Linked DNA regions of Sus scrofa: region 1 is linked to region 2. A link is a contact called in public Hi-C data. All regions are on one chromosome and are shown on one strand. The core of a region is the stretch at or near the end of the contact, and the rest is flanking DNA. Distances in the headings are between cores, read along the strand shown.

Evidence for each region. A called contact is a pair of places that touch in the nucleus more often than the background predicts.
Region 1: a contact with region 2 is called in a Hi-C map of epiblast stem cells, with 1.8 times the contacts expected there. The contact joins the promoter of EEF1D here to the promoter of MAPK15 in region 2. A contact is called at or near these places in 2 of 47 Hi-C or Micro-C datasets (epiblast stem cells and liver).

What each region holds. Positions count from the first base shown.
Region 1 is chr4:967,302-970,943 of Sscrofa11.1, reverse strand. It overlaps EEF1D (elongation factor 1-delta), which reads right to left and starts at 1,412. Exons shown (of 8, transcript XM_021090459.1): 1 at 1,096-1,412. TIGD5 (tigger transposable element-derived protein 5) reads left to right here and starts at 1,553. Exons shown (of 1, transcript XM_021090462.1): 1 at 1,553-3,642. The coding sequence starts at 1,661. The coding sequence ends at 3,574.
Region 2 is chr4:913,838-917,638 of Sscrofa11.1, reverse strand. It overlaps MAPK15 (mitogen-activated protein kinase 15), which reads left to right and starts at 2,102. Exons shown (of 13, transcript XM_021090469.1): 1 at 2,102-2,304; 2 at 3,724-3,801. The coding sequence starts at 2,236.

The sequences.
Region 1 (3,642 bases), core at 163-2,662, 54 kb before region 2:
GACCGCCAGGCACCTGGGTCTCCTTCCCTAGAGCGACGCCAGCACTGGCCCTGCGTCTGCGCACACCTGGAGATGGGAGTCGGGGGACCTGAGGCTCCCAGTCAGAGAGAGGAGCTGGGCATCTGTGTCTCCCCGATGCGTGTACCTCACACACACACACACACGCACACGTCGCCCTGCTGTCCACTCCGCACTCATGCCTATCATCTTAAAACACAGGCACAAAACCAGGGCTTATGTCAGCAGTTCTTGCCTAAGGCCCCTGAAAACTGACACCAGAGCGGAGCAACCACCTCCGAAAACCCTCCTTCGCAGAAACACTGGTCAAGCGCTGTGCCCACCTGCACTGAACCCTGCAGGCAGCCTCACCCAGCTCCCCAGGAGCGGAGTCAAGGGAGCCGGCCTCACGGCAGCCTCCTCCAAGGAAGGGAACCCCCACTCTGCCCAGGGTCCCGCGAAGCCCGCGGCAGCCACTCCAGGGTGAGGAGTCGAGGCCCAGGACACTGACTTCGCTGCAGAGCTGGCAGAGAGCACCTGCTCCCTGGAGTCTGCGTGCCAGGCTTTCTCAGCGCACGCCCGCCGCCAGAGCTGGGGGGCGGGGGTCGCTCCACATCGCCTCCAGCCCGGACCACCTTATCCGCGTGAAGACCCTCGATCACAGAGAAGACCGTGAATCTCTTCTGAGTCACCCAGCAATCGCGTTTTAATTCTTTCCCGCGTTCGCTAGCTGTCGAGGTTCCCGGACAGTTGGGCCGGGGTCCGACCCCGAGACCCAGCGCGGGCATGCAGGAGGCGCTCAATAAACGCGGACAAAGGAAGGAGAGCAAGAGCTACTGGCGCGGGCCACAGCTGGACACACATTCCTGTCACCCACGGCGTGAGGGGCTCGCGCTGCTGGGCATTCCCGCAGCCGCCCTCCTGCCGCAGGGGTCCGGCCGCACGTGGTCCGAGGGCCCCGCCCCTCTGCGCTCCCTGCTCGCCCGCACTTGGCCGCGCGCCCCGGTGACCGCTTGCCCGCTGCACTGCGGCCGGGTCCCCCGGCGCAGTGCGGACCGCCCCTCCCAGGGCCCTGGCGGCGCGAGCCGCGGTACTCACACGCCAGCCAAGGACAAGGACGCGGCGACCAAAGAGGAAGGCTCGGCAACGCTGGACGGCAGAGGAAAAGGAGGACCGCGCGGGCCGCGCACGGGAAATGAAGCAGCGGACTCTACCACGCACCGGGACGCGGGGGAAGAGGCTCGCGTGCACGCCCCGCCGCGCTGCCGGAGCCCCCCGCGCGACGCTCCCCGTGGGTGCGAAGACAGAAGCCAGTAGGAGACCACCGCAGGGCTCGCTCCTTCCGGGAGACGCTGCAGCAAACAGCCGAGGACGGCGCCCTCCCCGCCCGCCCCCCTCCGCCGCCGCTCGGGTGGACTCGGCGGGCCGGGGCGGGGCCGACGGGCCAACACGCGCCCGGTGACGCGCGGGGTGGGGCGGGGCCGGGCCGGGTCAGCGCGCCTGCGCGCGCCGAGCGGGCCAGACAAAGGGGAGGGCCCCGCCGGCCCCGCCCCCGGAGCCCCGCCCCGCGCGGCCGGCCGGGCGGGCGTATGGCCCCGGCTCCCGCGCCCCCGCTGCCGCTGCTGCCTCTGCCGCCGCCGCCGCCGCCGCTGCCGCCCGTACCATGTACCCCGCGGGCCCCCCTGCCTGCTCGGCCCCGCGGCGCGGCCGCCGCCCCCCGCCCGGGCGCCCCACGCAGCCTCTGCGGACCCCCACGCCTGCCCTGGTCCCCGCCGCGCGGCCGCCGCCCCCCGCGGCGGGGCCGCGGCCCCGCGGGGCAGTGAAGATGGCCTTCCGCAAGGCCTACTCTATTAAGGACAAGCTGCAGGCCATCGAGCGCGTCAAGGGCGGCGAGCGGCAGGCCAGCGTGTGCCGCGACTTCGGCGTGCCCGGCGGCACGCTGCGCGGCTGGCTCAAGGACGAGCCCAAGCTGCGCTGGTTCCTAGAGCAGCTGGGCGGCGAGGTGGGCACGCAGCGCAAGAAGATGCGCCTGGCCAACGAGGAGGAGATCGACCGCGCCGTCTACTCGTGGTTCCTGGCGCTGCGCCAGCATGGCGTGCCGCTCTCAGGGCCGCTGATCCAGGCGCAGGCCGAGGCCTTCGCGCGCCAGATCTACGGGCCCGAGTGCACCTTCAAGGCCAGCCACGGCTGGTTCTGGCGCTGGCAGAAGCGCCACGGCATCTCCAGCCAGCGCATCTACGGCGAGGCCGAGCCCCCGGCCGCCGGTCCCGCGCCCGGCCCGCCTGTCAAGCAGGAGCCGGTGCAGCACCCCCGCGCCGGCCCCCTGCCCCATCGCGTCCTGAACGCCCCGGCCCCCGCCGAGGGTGGCTACGGCGACGAGCAGATCTACAATGCCAACGTCACCGGCCTCTACTGGAAGCTGCTTCCGGAGCAGGCCTCGCCCCTGGGCGCGGGGGGCTGCGGCCGTCGCTGGAGGGGCGACCGGGTGACGGTGCTGCTGGCCGCTAACCTGACCGGCAGCCACAAGTTGAAGCCACTGGTCATCGGGCAGCTGCCGGACCCACCCAGCCTGCGCCACCACAACCAGGACAAGTTCCCTGCCTCCTACCGCTACAGCCCAGACGCCTGGCTCAGCCGCCCTTTGCTGCGGGGCTGGTTCTTCGAGGAGTTCGTCCCCGGGGTCAGGCGCTACCTGCGCCGCAGCTGCCTGCAGCAGAAGGCTGTCCTGCTGGTCGCCCACCCGCCTTGCCCCAGCCCAACTTCGAGGATGCCCGCCCTGGAGGATAGTGACGAGACCCCCAGGAGGTGCCGACCTGAGCCGCAGGGACCCCCGGAGGAGCTGCAGACCCCCGACGGGGCTGTGCGGGTGCTGTTCCTGTCCAGGGGCAGCAGCCGGGCACACATCCCTGCGCCCCTGGAGCAGGGCGTGGTGGCCGCCTTCAAACAGCTGTACAAGCGGGAGCTGCTGCGGCTGGCCGTGTCCTGCGCCGGGGGCTCCCCCCTGGACTTCATGCGCAGCTTCATGCTCAAGGACATGCTCTACCTGGCCGGCCTCTCCTGGGACCTGGTGCAGGCGGGCAGCATTGAGCGCTGCTGGCTGCTGGGCTTGCGAGCCGCCTTTGAGCCCCGGCCGGTGGAGGAGCGCGCAGGGCAGCCAGCTGGCCAGGCCGAGGAGGTGCTCAGCGACCTCACGCACCTGGCGGCCCTGGCCTACAAGCGCCTGGCCCCTGAGGAGGTGGCCGAGTGGCTGCACCTGGACGATGACGGCGGGCTGCCCGACGGCTGCAGGGAGGACTCCGGCCCCAGCCGTCCTCCCGTGCTGGTCCCGGGAGCCCCTCCCACCCCGGGCAGCCCGCCCCCCGTCGTGGCGGGTGGAGAGGAGGAGGAGGAGGAGGCCACCGTGCCCACGGCTGGGGAGGCTGTGCGCGGTCTGGAGACGGCGCTGCGATGGCTGGAGAGCCGGGACCCTCAGGAGGTAGGGCCGCTGAAGCTGGTGCAGCTTCGCTCCCTGATCAGCATGGCCCGGAGGCTGGGGGGCATCGGGCCCTCTCCTGCGGTCCCTGACGATGGGGTGTGACCAGGCCAGCCCCAGCAGCCCCCGCTGGCCTTTCTCCTGCTGCACTCGGAGGGAGCGGCCACACAAAG
Region 2 (3,801 bases), core at 853-3,352:
TTGATTCTCGGTTGAGGCTATTGCATGTAAAGCTGCGTGAGCCTGCATGAGCCATTCTTTGTGTGGACATATGTCTTCGTTTCTCTTGGGTGATGCCTGGGTCACTGTACCTTTGTGTTAAACGTTTTAAGAAACTACCAAATCGTTTTCCAAAGTGGTTGTAGCAGTTTATAGTCCCATGATCGCAGAATGAGCGTTTCAGTCACTCCACACCTGCCGCATCCAGCACTGCAGGCCACGGGGAATCCTGGAGGAGGGAGGGTGCAGCATAGCAAGACCCCCACGACTCTTAGATTTAGAAAGCGAGGGACCGGGAGGCACTCTGCTCCGCAGAACAAAGGCGCCTAGGCTTTAGCCCTCATGCCTTTTATTAGGGATGGTGACGTAGGTTCGTGAGCAAAATCAGGTGCAGGCGATGATAAAGCTCCCTCTTAGTGGCTGTGCTCTTGCACGTGCGCCAAGTTTGTTTTCTGCCGAGTTCAGCCGTTCAGTGGTCTGCAACACACACCCTCATCAACACTGGCTGGGGCCAGTCTTCTTCAGGGCAGCCTTTCTAGAAGGCATTCAGCCCATGTCAAGTGCTCTTTCATTTGTGTTCTCTTTCTTTTTCTTTTTCGCCACACCTGCAGCATGCGCAAGTTCCCCGGCTAGGGATCGAACCCATACCATAGTGGTGACAGCGCTGGATCCTTGACACAGTGAGCCACCAGGGACCCCTGTGTTCTCTGTTTCAGACGTGGTGTCCTCATGTGGCCACTAGACAGCACCCAGCCCCCCCCCCCCGCCCCCGTCTGTAGTGCCCTCCCCCAAACGGCTAAGGTCTACGATGAAGTCACTCAGAAATGGAAAGAGTTGAGAAGCGTGGCCATAGGACGGAGTAGTTGTATGACCCGAATCTAATAAAAAGCTTTTGGGCTTTTATGTATATGGTTAACATTTTTTCCCTAGAAACTCATTTTTACTGTATTTTACAAAATGATGGGTCTATAACAGATGGAAAGGTTTTAAAACTGCTGGGCTCCAGACACTTTGGCAGCTGACCCTGAACGCTGGAGAGCTCAGGGCTCTGCCTCATCGCTTCTGTACCCACATTCACGCCCTGGCAGTCTTGTCCAGCTGCTGCTTTAAGCCTTGCTGCATCAACCCACACCCCTTGGGTATGTCACCTCACCCCTGAACCCGAGTCAGGTCTTTCTGTGATTTCCACTTGGATGTCCTATCAGCTTCTTAAACGTCTCAATTCCGAGTCTCTCTAAACCTGGTCTGTCGGCTGCCTTCCCATCTCAGCCGGCTCCTTCCAGACACCCCCTTCCCAGGAACCTGGCCGTCATCCAAGATTCCTCTTTCTCTCACACCCACAGCCCCCCTACAGCAAATCCAGGGGCTCCACTGCAGCCAGAACCCACTCCTTCGCATCTCCTCCCCTCCCCTGCTTCCACCCTGCTGCGCCGGGTCTCTCTCCGCGCAGTCACCGCTCTCCCGCGTGGCCCACCGCCCCCTGCGGACTCTGGACGTCTCCAGCCACCCGGGCCTCCTTGTGGCTCCGACGCGCCAGGCACACACCCCCATGCGGGGCCCCTCGATGTGCTCCCATTTCCTTTCCTGGCCACCCCGCCCGCCAGCCCCCACCAGAGGCTCAGATCGCCGTCTACCGCTTGACTTGGGCGCGCAGCCATCCCCGCTCAGCCAGTCGCCCAAACACTCTCCTTCTCCAGCTTTACCCCCGCTGCCGCTCGCCGGGACCCCGGCCCTGGAACGCCCCGGCTCCTCGCGGGGCCTCTACCCAGTTCAGGCACTCGCACTCGCCGGGGCGGCGCGGCGCCTGCCCTCAAACTGTCTGCGAATGACTCCAACCCCCGCACGCCCTTAGCAGAGCCCGGCAGTAAGACGGCGGGAGGAGACCGCGTCCCGGGCCGCGGGCACCACACGGGCCCAAGCCCGGCGTCGGCGCAGAGGTTCTGGAGGCTGCGGGAGGCCCCCTGGGCGGAGGCGGGCCGGGGAGCTGCGAGCGGCGCCCGCTGGGGCCTGGCTGGCGGGGTGGGGGAGGCCAGCGCCGAGGGGGCGGGGCTCCAGGGAGGGGCCCCTGGGTGGCCCCGGAGTGGGCGGGCTTCGCGCGGCAGGCCCCGCCCCGCCCGGCGCGGGCGCAAGGGAGGCGTCGCCGCCAGTTCCCAAGGAAACCGGATTCAACAGTTCGTGCACCTCCGTGTCGGGAGGCCTCCCGGCCCCTCCGCCGGCATGTGTGCCGCCGAGGTGGACCATCGCGTCGCCGAGCGATACCTGCTCAAGCGGAGGCTCGGGAAGGGGGTGAGTCGGGGAAGCGCCCGGGCATCCCCCGGACCGGGTCACCTGCAGGGCGTGGACAGGACCAGTCTGAGGACGGTTGCCTTCCCCAGGGCCAGGGTCTCCTGGGCTTGAGTCTTGCCTCCTCCACGAGCTGCTGGTGCGGCCTTGGGCAAGTCCCGGAGCGCCTTGGTGCCTGTCTCCTATGTCAGGGTCCTATCCGTGTCTACTCCCAGGGAGCTTGTTACCTGGCTTTGGGAGGCAAGTGACAGCCAGGCCTCCAGCAGTCTCGGGTGTGGTTCCAGTGCCCCATCCACCCGCGGTCCCCACCCACTGACCTCGGCTCCCAGGCTGCCACTCCCAGAGCCCACAGGATGCTCAGGGAGGCCAGCACACCCACCCCAGCTGTGCAGCGGCAGATGCCAGGGCCTCTGCAGTAGAAGGGCCTGAGCCGGTAAATGGGTGGGCATGGAGTGGGGGCCAGAACCCTGCACGTTTGTGGGTTCCCCCCCACCACAGCACCCACTGCACCTGGGCCAGGGACTGAATCCAAGCTGCAGCTGTGACCTACACAGCAATGGCCATGCTGGATCCTTAACTGACTGTGCCGCAGTGGGAACTCCCCCACGTGCATTTGTGATTGTGTGAGAGGATGTGGGATTGTGTGTGAGAGTGAGCTGTGTGACTTGGTGTGTGCAAGTGTGTAATGGGGGAGGGGAGAAAGGGCTTCCAGATGGTGCAAACAGCCGTGCAGAGGCCCCGAGACAAAGACCTGCTGGGCCTTCGGGGAAGAAAAATTGATGTGCCAGGGTAGGAAGGATGGTTGGATCATGTGGGGCTTTGGGGAGCTGCCAGGGCTTTGGCTCCTACTGTGAGTGACATGGGGAGGGGTAGCCGCCTTTGGCAGCACTTTGCAAGGCTCGGCCCGCCCACTCTGTTAAGGAGGAGCAGCAGGAGCTTAGAGGTCAGTGCAGCGACGCAGGCAAGAGGCGTGAGAGGCACAGACCAGGGCACCAGGGCGAGGGCAGCAACGATGGTACGAAGCCACTGGATTCTGATGAATTCTGTAGGTGGAGCCAACAGGATGTGCTGACAGGCTGGATGGGCTCGATGGGAGAGGGATTTGGGTGCCCGGAAGGTGAAAGGCTGTCTGGAGAAGGGTCAGGCCCCAGTTCTTGCCCAGAAACTCCCTGCCATCTGTGACCTCGCTTCCTCCTGGGGACGTCACCAGATGCCCCTTGCTTCCTCTCCACTCCTCTGGAAGCTGCCCGCCTTCCCCAGGAGCAGGCTGGCAGCCTGCACCCGCAGGCACCTTGCCCTCAGCACACCGCCTCCCCTCCTAGAAGCCAGAGTGGGAAGGAGGAGGCTGGTGCCTGCAGGGGGCGGCCTGGGAGCGAGGGGATGGCCCCGAGCCGGCAGGCTGACTCCCTCCGTCCTTCCCAGGCCTACGGCATTGTGTGGAAGGCACTGGATCGGAGGACCGGCGAGGTTGTGGCCATCAAAAAAATCTTTGATGCCTTC